Linked DNA regions of Mus musculus: region 2 is linked to region 1. The links are chromatin contacts, called in public Hi-C maps. All regions are on one chromosome and are shown on one strand. The core of a region is the stretch at or near the end of the contact, and the rest is flanking DNA. Distances in the headings are between cores, read along the strand shown. Region 1 holds the start of Scamp1 (secretory carrier membrane protein 1). Region 2 overlaps Lhfpl2 (lipoma HMGIC fusion partner-like 2).

Evidence for each region. Hi-C and Micro-C count contacts between places; a contact is called where the count stands out from the background.
Region 2: a Hi-C map of the N1E-115 cell line shows a contact between it and region 1, with 4 times the contacts expected there. The contact joins the enhancer-like site here to the promoter of Scamp1 in region 1. A contact is called at or near these places in 4 of 39 promoter capture datasets (cranial neural crest, frontonasal cranial neural crest, pre-B cells and 1 more), 3 of 484 Hi-C or Micro-C datasets (the N1E-115 cell line, embryonic fibroblasts and nephron progenitors), 2 of 115 datasets of contacts at active chromatin or transcription factors (extraembryonic endoderm stem cells and pancreatic cancer cells) and 2 of 9 other capture datasets (adipose tissue and liver).

What each region holds. Positions count from the first base shown.
Region 1 is chr13:94,283,953-94,289,256 of GRCm38.p6, reverse strand. It overlaps Scamp1 (secretory carrier membrane protein 1), which reads left to right and starts at 3,976. Exons shown (of 9, transcript NM_029153.1): 1 at 3,976-4,037. The coding sequence starts at 3,981.
Region 2 is chr13:94,070,431-94,075,691 of GRCm38.p6, reverse strand. All of the region lies in intron 1 of Lhfpl2 (lipoma HMGIC fusion partner-like 2), which reads right to left. Among named protein-coding and RNA genes, the nearest start is that of Lhfpl2, 15 kb to the right of the region's middle. Within about 2 kb of position 2,146, at least 37 of the 459 cell types and tissues checked have an H3K27ac peak or open chromatin away from gene starts, as enhancers often do. A contact at or near this core is called in the N1E-115 cell line, adipose tissue and extraembryonic endoderm stem cells, where this site is marked.

The DNA.
Region 1 (5,304 bases), core at 2,727-5,226:
ACCTGCTAGAGGACCAGTTTTGTGGGAAAGCCACATGTGCCGTTGCAGGGTGGTGTTGGCTACCGCTGGCCACCACGCATACATAGGCAGTAAAGTTTTTTTGCCAAGATGAGGTTTTGAGAATTAACCAATCAGATGAGAGACATGTTAACCAATCAGATGTGAGACATGCAAATGAGGTGGTAAGCATAACCCATGCATAACCAATCCGGGTGTGAGACACACCTCTCCTAGGCCTATATAAGCAGCACCAGTTCTGGGCTTGGGGTCTCTTTGCCTCTGCAATCAAGCTCTCCCAATAAATGTGTGTAGAAGGATCCTGTTGCAGCATCGTTCTTGCTGGCAAGTCAGGGCGCGCGCGCAAGACAGTTTGGTCCCCAACACCCATATGGCAGCTCACAAACATCTCTAACTCCAGTGCCAGGGGAGCCTTTATGGGCACCAAGCACAAGTTCTTAGTATGGCGTACATATACATACATGCATGCAAGCACTCATACATATAAAACAAACAAACAAACAAATAAACAGCAATCCCAAAGCCAAACAGAAGTGCTTTATATATCATTTTTTAAACAATACCACTCCAGTTCTACACACCTAGTAAAAGTTGGGAATAAGGAGCCAGTGAGATGGCTCAGCAGGTGAATTTGCCTGCCTCGAAGGCTGATAACCTGAATTGAATCCTTGGAATTCATCTGATGGGAAAAGGGGAGCAAGGCCCGAATCGTCCTCTGACTTCCACTTGTGCACGTGCTTCCGGAGAGCAATGGGCGGTGGGGATGGCATACTCTTTCATTCTTTCTCTTATGCCAGGAGGTCTGAGAACAGCTTTCTGGAATATGGGTTCTGGGGATTGGACTCAGGTTGCTAGGCTTGTGTGGCAAGTACCTTTATCTGCTGAGGTGTCTCGATGGCTTCCACAGGCCCTCCTCTTGTATCTGGTAAACTGTGTTATCCACAACATCTAGAACACTGCTTACCTCTCAGTAGGGTTCAGGAAATACTTGTTAAACTGGGTGAGTGGTGCAAGCCAGTGATCCTAGCACTTAGAGGGCTCAGGAACCCAAGCCACCCCTTCCCAAAAGAAAGAAAGGTTAATTGGTGATGGGCTAGCCTTGGAAACTCAGATGGGAAAGGTGCTATGACCCAGGTCACAAATAGCTGAGACCCCAAACCAATTCTGAGTCATTTTTTGGCCTGCCCAATTCAGAAGGTAGAGCCTAGAAAAAGCAGCAGCCTGCTTCCCATCTCCCGATTCACTTCCTCCCCTACTAATGACCAGACTAAAGTGCATCCCTAAATGACTGGACCTGTCCTGATTCGAAAGGGTCAGGGTCTTTCCTGGACCTGTAATGTCTGGTTTCAGAACAACTAATGAATGAGTGAGGCCCTTCACAGACCACGCCACGAGTCTTGCAGTTTTCAAAATAATGCTGGAGAAACAGTTAATGTGGAGGGATTTCCATTAGGCCATGCTTTCAAGCCCCTCCCCCACTCTACCATCACCGTTCAAATAAAAAGTGACAATATTTCTGTGTCATGGTGAAGAAGCCCTAGGCAGTCTCCTTGGCAAGTACACAGCTTACTTAGTAACTTTGCACATGTCCCAGAGAGGAAAACAGGCTGGGGACATGGGTCATACCCTGTTTCTCCAGTGTCAGGACAGCAAGAGCTTAAGAAGGTTGGCAAGACTGAGGGATAGGTGTGGCATTAGAGTGTACGTAATAATGTTGAGAATACAAAGTTGGTAGGAGAAGACAAAACCACCACCACTAAACAAAGTCAAGCCGAATCCATGGATAGTTTCGGTTGTCAGTCTGACACACATAGAACCATTGGGAAGGAGGGGGCTTCATGAGGGATTGCCTGAGTAGTTTGGCCAATGGGCATGCTGCACAGGACTGGCTTGGTTATGTTAATTGATATAGGAAGAGCCAGACCCTCGTGGGCACCATCATTCCTTACATTTGAGTTAATAGCTGCTCCAAGTTCCTGTCTTGATGTACTGAAACAATAGACAACTTGAAATGTGAGCCGAATAGACCTCCTTTCTGTTGGGATTGCTTTCTGCCAGGGTATTTTAATGCCAGTACTAGGAAACAAAATCATAACAGCCCATAGTTATGTTTTGAACCTGTTTTAGGAATTTATACACAATAACATTTATATAAAGACCTTTTTAAAAATGAAGATGCAGGGTCCCTATTTGGGAACCCTAATGCAAACTCTTGGGGCTAGGAGACGCACAGGCCTGGGTGTCTGCCCAGGAACTCCGTGGGGTTGGAGCAGTGAGTGCATCTTTAGCTTAAAAAAAAAGAGAGAGCGAGAGAGAGTACAGTTGGAAATTTCCACCAGGCATTGCATGCTCAGCTGATCTCTATGGGCTTGGAACACAGAAGTTAAGTATAATAGTCTGAATACTTGAGTCATCTGGGGGATCCTTGGAAGGATTGAGAGCCCAAACAATGGGAATCAGCTGGATAAGGTCAGGTTCAGGAGAGATGAGACAACCCACAGAACAAGGGGCAGGGTAGGTACCCTCGCTGTTTGCACACGTTCAGCCAATATTTACCTGGATTTAAAGACATGCGGGGCACGTTTTACGCAGTTTTTCATACTTATTCTTTAGCCTCTAACACTCAGAGAGGTTAGCACAGGAGCACAAAGTAACTTTTGTAGTTGAGCTTGGATTTCAACAGGTGCTGAACCCTGAGTCAGAACCAGGTACAGGCAGCTGCCGAGGATCTGGGAGCAGAGCCCCCAATCTTAGATTCTTTCCACCTTGTGGTGATCACTGTTGGATGCCTACTTCCTAATTAGTTGGCTGCCTTAGAAGCAGCTGCTTTGTCATCCCAACCTGGATTCTACCAGACTACAGCACGTTGTGCGTGGGTGGGTGGGTGCGCTTTCACATTGGGGAAAGTTATTATTGCCTAGGTGACTTTGCCTAGCGCAAGGCCCTCAAAAAGCTATGGATAATTAAATCTGGGTTTTTCCAGTTCTTAGGTCCCTGCCAAATAAAAATAATTCTGGGTTCACCCAAGTGCCCTTCTGTTAAAAGTGGAAGGAAGGATAGAGTTGAGAAAGCCATGTCCTCTCAACAAGTTCCGGGTGGTGCAATGACTGATATGTCATTTACTGTAGTTTTCAATAATCATTCCCGGCACTTGGAAGAAAAAAGGCAAATATTAGGAGGTGTGTATTCTGCATCCAAATGCCTGAAAATAAACGTCAACAATTTCTCTTCCATTATCAGTAACTTGAGGGTCTGGGTCGATAGACTCTGCCACCTACTCGGCCGTCCCACGTGCCCCCACCCCCCATTATTTATGAGTGGGGAGGGAGGATGGGAGACAGAGGCTGCCCCCCCCCCCTCCCCGCAGTGAATGTTGCCTTTTCTTGGAGCAACTCCGGATCCTCAGCGCGAAGCCGCTTTCCGTGACTTCGCAGTAACCTGGGATCGGAGGACCGGCTGGGTTTCCCAGGTTGGGGTGTGTCGGGCAGCGATGTTTTAAGTTGCTTTAGGGTTCCTATCCTCTCTGGGGTCTGGAATCTTTGGTGTCTGCGGCGGATGTTTTCGCACCTCAGCTACTCGCTCTCCAAGTCTTGTCTCCCCCACCTGCCACGTGGGACCTGCGCGCACCGTCCTCCCCTACACAGGCCACCACCCCTTCCCCAAGCCGCACTAGGTGGGTCCACGGCCCGGGGCTTGGAACCTGCCCTCCGCCTGCGCTCGCCCTTCGGTCGGAGGCAGAGCCCGGAGCGCAGATCCAGGCGGGAAGGGACGGCCGGATGGCTGGGCGCCGCGGGCCTCCGCCGCACCGGGCATGCTCAGTGGCACGGCCGGCTCGGTGGCCCGCGAGCTGCACCCGGATCTGTGCGGCGGCGGCGGCGACGTGAGCGCGCAGGGGGGCGGCGGCCTCGCCTCGTCTGTGTCTCGGCGCCGGGCTCGGGTGGGTGACGCGCAGTGCCGGGGCAATGTCGGATTTTGACAGCAACCCGTTTGCGGATCCGGATCTCAACAACCCGTTCAAGGTGAGCGCCCGGCCGCGGCCCTGGCCCGCGTTGGGCGTCGCGGTGGCCGTGGAGGCCCTGTCGGGAGGGTCTCGGGACGCAGCGTCACCACTGGCCGCGCCACCAGCCAGGAGGCTCGCACCGGGCCGCGGACCGGCCGGACCGGGAGCCGGGTCCGGAGCGGAGCGGGGCATGTGTGGCCGCCACTAGTCCGGTCGGCACGGCGGGCCGCGGGGCGGGGGCCGGGAGGCCGGGGCGCCCGGGCTGGGGTTGTCATGGGGACCTGGCACCGGCGCTGCGTGCCGGTGACGGCCAAGGTGTGCGGGAGAGAGGCGCGGATACACGGACGCTGCGATAAAAGGATAAAGGGGTGTTTTTTATTATCAAAACTCGGTTGCTCCCAGAGCCACCAGTGGCGCTGCCAGAGGCCCCCTTCCCCACCGGGCCCAGTTTAGGGGAACGGGCATCAAACAGAAGTTAAAAATAAATAAACATCTGGAAACAATAGTGCACACGGGCATCTCCCCACCTAGCTGCTGTTAGGGAGGTGGACCCTGGGCCATTTTCCAAGCTGGGAGTGCGTCACCGGGGATCCGAGCTGTTTGAGGATTCCGTTCCTCACGTGAGTGAGCTCTTTCCTTCATGGAGTGGACCTGATCGGATCCCAAGCCTCAGAAGGGCTTGGCATAGAAATAAATGCCTAGGCAGGCCATTTAAATGTTAGGCATCTGCTCTAAAATTTAATGCCGCGTCCGAGAACTTTGCCTTGAAAAGTACTTTGGTTTTCTTAAAGACTGTGAGGCATAGCAAGGCAATTTCTTCCAACTGTTGGCTTGGTTAGTTCTTTCTTAATTGCTCTGACTGTGTGCAGCTCAAACTTTAATTTGTAGTCTCAAAGGTGAAGTAGGAACTAATTTGTGGGCACCCAAGTGCTGCTTCTGGCCTGTTGGGTTTACCTCTTTTTAGTCCTTTTGTGGCTTACCTGCAATATTGAAGCAAAAGGCACCCCTGTTCTGATGGTTTTAACCTCATGTCTTCATGAAGGATTCTTTTAATGAAGTTATCCCCCTTATACCTGACAGCTGGACTCATTTTGCAAAACTACAGAGAAAGCTGTTATGGTTGAGTTGACTGTAACTTTCAACACCTGGTCCTCCCGATCTATTCATTTGCTTTTTTGTTTTGGTTTTCATTGTTGTTTTGAGACAGGGTCTCACTAGGTAGTGTACCTGGCTTTGGAACTTTCTTTCCTTCTACCTCAGCCTGCCAAACTCTGTAATTGCAGATA
Region 2 (5,261 bases), core at 897-3,396, 210 kb after region 1:
GTCCATGCTGACTCCACAAATACGGGCATCACTGTAGCTCATGCTGAGAAAAAGAAAAGTAAATAATGAGAAGATTTGAAACGGGGAGAGAACAAAAAACAGGCACCATTTAGGGTGATGTCTGGCCAAAAGGAAGCAAGCACTAAAACACCAGAGACATCCTTAGTATGGCCTTCACAGAAACCCATCAAGCAGAGTAAGCCTTCAAGTTACTGGGGAGGGGACCGAAGCAAGGAGACTTCACATAACCTCCCAGAGATCTCTCAGCTGATAAACATTACAGCAGTCTGGCTCCTAAGCCTGGGATTTCAGCTACTTGATCCCACCAACTTGTTTTATCTCAGCCAGTCACAGTTTATAAATCAAGATCAAGGCTGCCTCCAGCATATGTTGCAGAAACATTTTGTCATAACCTCCACTGCCAGTTTGCAGAGCATGAACCCTGCAGGGCCAATGTGTGTGTAGGGAGTCAGGGTTCCTGGACCCCTGTCTCTACAGGTCTGCAGAACAGTCCCCTTCTATATCCCAAAACCCTGGGGGGTGACACAGGAAGAGAGGAAAGACAGCCCCATCCCAACCACCAGAGCAAATAGAAAAGGAGAGCCAAAGAACATCAAGATATTTAAGGTTCCTAATTATGGGCCAAGGATATGCTGATCTCCTAATACATTGAAACGCCAGGTTCTGTCTACAGCAGTGTATAAACCAGGTGTGGTGGTGCAGCCCTGAAATCCCAGTACTTGAAAAGTAGAGGCAAGAAGATCAGAAATTCAGTCATCTTCAGCCATATAGAGAGTTCAAGGAACCTGGGCTTGACCTGGAAGGCAGGGAGGGAGGGAAGGAGGGAGGGAGGGAGGGAGGGAGGGAGGGAGGGAGGGAGGGAGAGAGGGAGGGAGAGAGGGAGGGATGGAGGGAGGGGAATAAGGGTTCTCTGGTTACAAGCCGAAGAAAAAGCAAAGATATAAGATTCCTTCGCTTTTCCTGCAGCAAACCCTGCATCACCAAATGGGTTATGAAACTAACACAACCCAGTTCTTTGGAAAGCCCTCAGGATCCAGCAACTCACAGAAAATTGTATTCTAAAAAAAACAGGTTCATATACAGTAGGAATCCATGGTTCTCAGCCTGGAAAGCTGGTGTGCTATCCTTCCCTCTCAAGGACTAACTCACGCAGCAATATCTGCAGACACCTCCCGTGGTCCTGCCTGCTGATGGAGTAGAGGCCAGGATACAGCTAAACATCCTGAAGGACATCCACAACAAAGAAAGACCCAATGCCAAATGTCAACAGAGTCAGCCCTGAAAAATCCCCACTTCAAGACACACACCGCTAAGCCAAGCAGGGCTACTCGGGTTTCTTCGTGATTTTTCCATTTTGAACTCTACACTCACAGACAGCGTTCTGAGTTAACTGCGATCTGCTTTGGCTTTACAGAAATACTTCACTTTAAAGAGATCTCCCATGAAAGACTGAAGTCCCCAGTTCCCATGGTAGAGCCATTCTTCCATGCAAGAACTCTAATTTAGGTGGCCATCATCAGTAATACTAAAAACAAACACACACACACACACACACATCTTTAAAGGCTGCTCCCATGGCCTGGCCCTTTGTCTCTTAAAACAATGAACGGAGATGCTTATACATGTAAGTGGGCAAACCCAGAGTTACAGATTAACAGCGACTTTCCCAAGCAGGCTCTCCCACCTGTCATCTCCCAGCAGGGGAACAATAGCAGCCACAACACAGACCTGGCCTCATCTGACCAAACAGTGCCCAGCCTTCTGCCACCTGTCCTTAAGAAGACACAGGTGCCAGCCTGTATAGCTATGTGATTACTATCTTCCCAACAGTATCCCTATCTGACACCCACTGCTCTGCAGCAGTCATACATGGGCTACGGCTTACACGTCAGAGGCTGTAAGGCTCCCAGACAGAAAACACCATTTATAAACTCTTACATTCACCTTCGGGGAATGCCGGAACCTCATTTTTATTGGGTCTCTTCCACCACAAATTTGTAAAGCTATTTCCTATTTCCAAACATTAATTGCTATTTTCCTCTTAAAACAAGGTTTCAGTGACACTGACACACAGCACATAAAACCACATTTCCCCGAGGGACATAAATTACATTACTAGGCTGGTACACGCTGCCATGAGCAGGCCAAGCCTGTAAACGACACGTGGTATGTTGGTTCTCCCAGGACAAATGTAAACACTTCTTATCCAGGTTTAGGGCTTCATTTCACCCTTTCCAACTTACATGTTAGACCAGGAAGTAAGCCCACAAACTCTGCTGATCACCCAGAAGGCAATTTTCCCAAGAAACACATACTCTCTAATAAATCGGACCACAGGGAAAATTTAATCTGTTAAGTGGCCACTAATCTTAATTCACAGGAACGTACACACTCCAGAAGTCTCTTGATCTCAAAGGCAGAGGAAGGCCTGGGGAACGCCAGTTTCCAGAGTCCCTGTCTGTTCTGGAGCCAGAATAAACACAGGAGTGGTAAGACACGGACTGCCCAGTGGCAGACACTGCCCAGCAAAGGACACTGCCCAGCAAAGGACACTGCCTAGGGGCAATCTCCACTCTGAGGAGGACAGGCAATTCAAGACAGTAGGTAAACACAGTATATCCTACATGCCTGAAAACAGCCCCAGCTGACATGCAACCTGAGGCCTGAGCAGAGAGGGAACAGTCAGGGAAACTTCCGGGAAGGTCTGACCACTCAAGGGTTCAACTTTAACCCATAAACCTTTTGCTTCACTGAATTCTCCTGGGGTCCCGTGGAGCGAACATGACTGGCTGTGCCTTCCAGATCATGGAGCTGAGCCCTCCTGCCTGAGGTCTGGGAAGGAAGAGAACGTGAGCCACACCAGGCCTCACTGGCTCGTGCTGTAAAAGTAGAGGTAGAGGCGGGCATGCAAACAGGTGTCACCTCTGCTTGGTTCCTGCCTCCTCTACAGAAGTCCTCTCTGGGCACCTTGGACTTGATGTGGGAGGTAATTAACTGACTGCTTTCTTTGTATAAGGACTCTGTTAAAAACCAATCTTTTAACATTCATTTTTTTTTTTCATGAATCCTGAGAACCCTGTCACACCTGCAGCATTTAATTATGTCGTTTGATATAAATCCCCATTCACTCTTTTGTGGTTACAGACCCCCAGAGAGCGTGGGGCAAGGGACAGGTTTGTGCTAAAAGCCCACACACAATAAGTAATTAAATAAAGAAAAAGTGCTGTCAGAGAATATGCTTTCCATCATACAGTGCCCTCCATTTAAGCTTGGAATAGTGTGTGAGGAATCTGGAAACACCCTTCTGGCTCTTGTTAACGCTTTAGGAACCCTGAGGAAAAGAATCAAATTTTCTCTCCACAAGTGAATGGATGGGTAAAAGGTTTCCCAAGTCAACTTTCTATTGACATACATGATTTCTCAAGTTGTTTCTAATTTGCTTCAAGACTTTTTGGAGATCAAGTAAGCATTTACATCCTCTTGGGAAACACTGGTGTTACTGTAACACAGCAGGAGTAGATCCCCTAGGCAACTATACCTCAGTGCCAAGGGCAGACCCCATACGGAGTCCAAGTCTACACCTCAGGCCATGAGGATGGGGGCACCACAAAAGCCAAATCACTTCCCAAGGTCTTAACCAAAAAGAAGCTAGCACTGAATGAGCAAGATGAAGTCTGTTCTCCATGTTCAAATTCTAATAACCCAGAAAGCATTAATGACCCCTTCTCATGGCTCCTTCTCTCTCAGATCCACCTCAGGGGGCTGCAGCAAGCCTGCTACCTTCATAGCAAAGAGCTCTGTGATCTACAGTGTAGAACAGCCTGGTCTGTAGTGATCAATGTGAGCTGACTGCAACTGGGCTGTCTGCTTACTTCAACACCTGTCCTGGAGAGAAGGAAGAGGGTGTGCAAAGGCAGCACAGGCCATAGTTAGAGAGCAGAAAGAGCTGAGCTCTCCCCTAGAGGTGACACAGAAACGCCACATGAGCATGGTCAGCTGCCAGCATCAACTTTCTGTTACTTTAACAATATCTGAGGTAGGGCACTAAGCGAGAGGATTTATTTCGGCTCACGGCTTTAGAGGTGTCAATGCACTGCCATTAGCCCCATTGTTTTTGGCAAGGCAGCAGTGCTGGGAGTAGCATGTGATGGAACAAACTGTCACCTTGTAACCAACATGAGAGAGGTAAGTGGGGGTGGGCTGGAGTCAGCAGCCGAAGCTTCATTTACAGCCATTGTTCACCTGAAAATACAAAATAAGCACCTCACACACACCAGGGACAAAGGCAATAAGGGGAGAAAGCAAGACAGATAACCACTGCTGCCCCCATGGGCTTCTGCCAAGGTATCTGGTATCTTTTTGCTTCCTTGAATACATGCCATTTTAACTCTACATCCATATAGCTCAGGCTGCAGCCATGTGACTTACCTCCATCCTGCCAACCAGTAACCTGTCTTCACCCTGGAGTTTATCAGACAGAACAGTGCCCTGGCCTGGAAGACATGTCAGGCCTCTTGGCACAGGGACCCTTTTCCATGCAGGAAGCCTGGTTCCTTCGGGTCACAACTAGAGAGAAGCAGGAAGAGGGCTGCCAGGTTTCCTCACACGCTGCCCGGATCTGTTTACTTCACCATCATCTCCCATCATTTCTGACACTCCACTTCAACTTCCTGAACACAGTCAGAGAGAAAGCTTTCAAGGACCCCTAACCTACACCCAACCTCTGATTAGATACAGTCATGCAAGGGAGAGCATAACACAGAGACGAAGCAAGCGGGTGCTCACCTCCTAGGACTGCAGGGCAAATGTACATGATCAGGATTCACGAGACAAAAGGAAGGTTTGCCTGCTCTCCCTCCACCCCAGCCGACCCGTCATGTCATCAACTGTGTCCACAGGTCTGTATGGTTTCTATTAGTTATGTTATGTTTCTATTATTGCACTACTTATTTTCTTAGAGTGGACCCCATAATAATGAACAGAAGTGGCCACAGTTGAGGAGGACACCCTAAAAACAACAGGATCCGAGACAGCAAGAATGTACCTGAGGCGAGAGGGCCAGTGGTGGTAGCTGTCCACTCTGACCACAGACACAGCCCCTAGGAGATAGAGGTCTATCGCTTTGCTTAGAAGAGTATCAGACAGACATACCGACAGCCTTTTCTGCCACCCCTAGCTCATCTCCTTGCCCCTCTCCCTGCCCCTTGGTCACTGTGAACCTCCTCAGAAGAAAGCGAGCT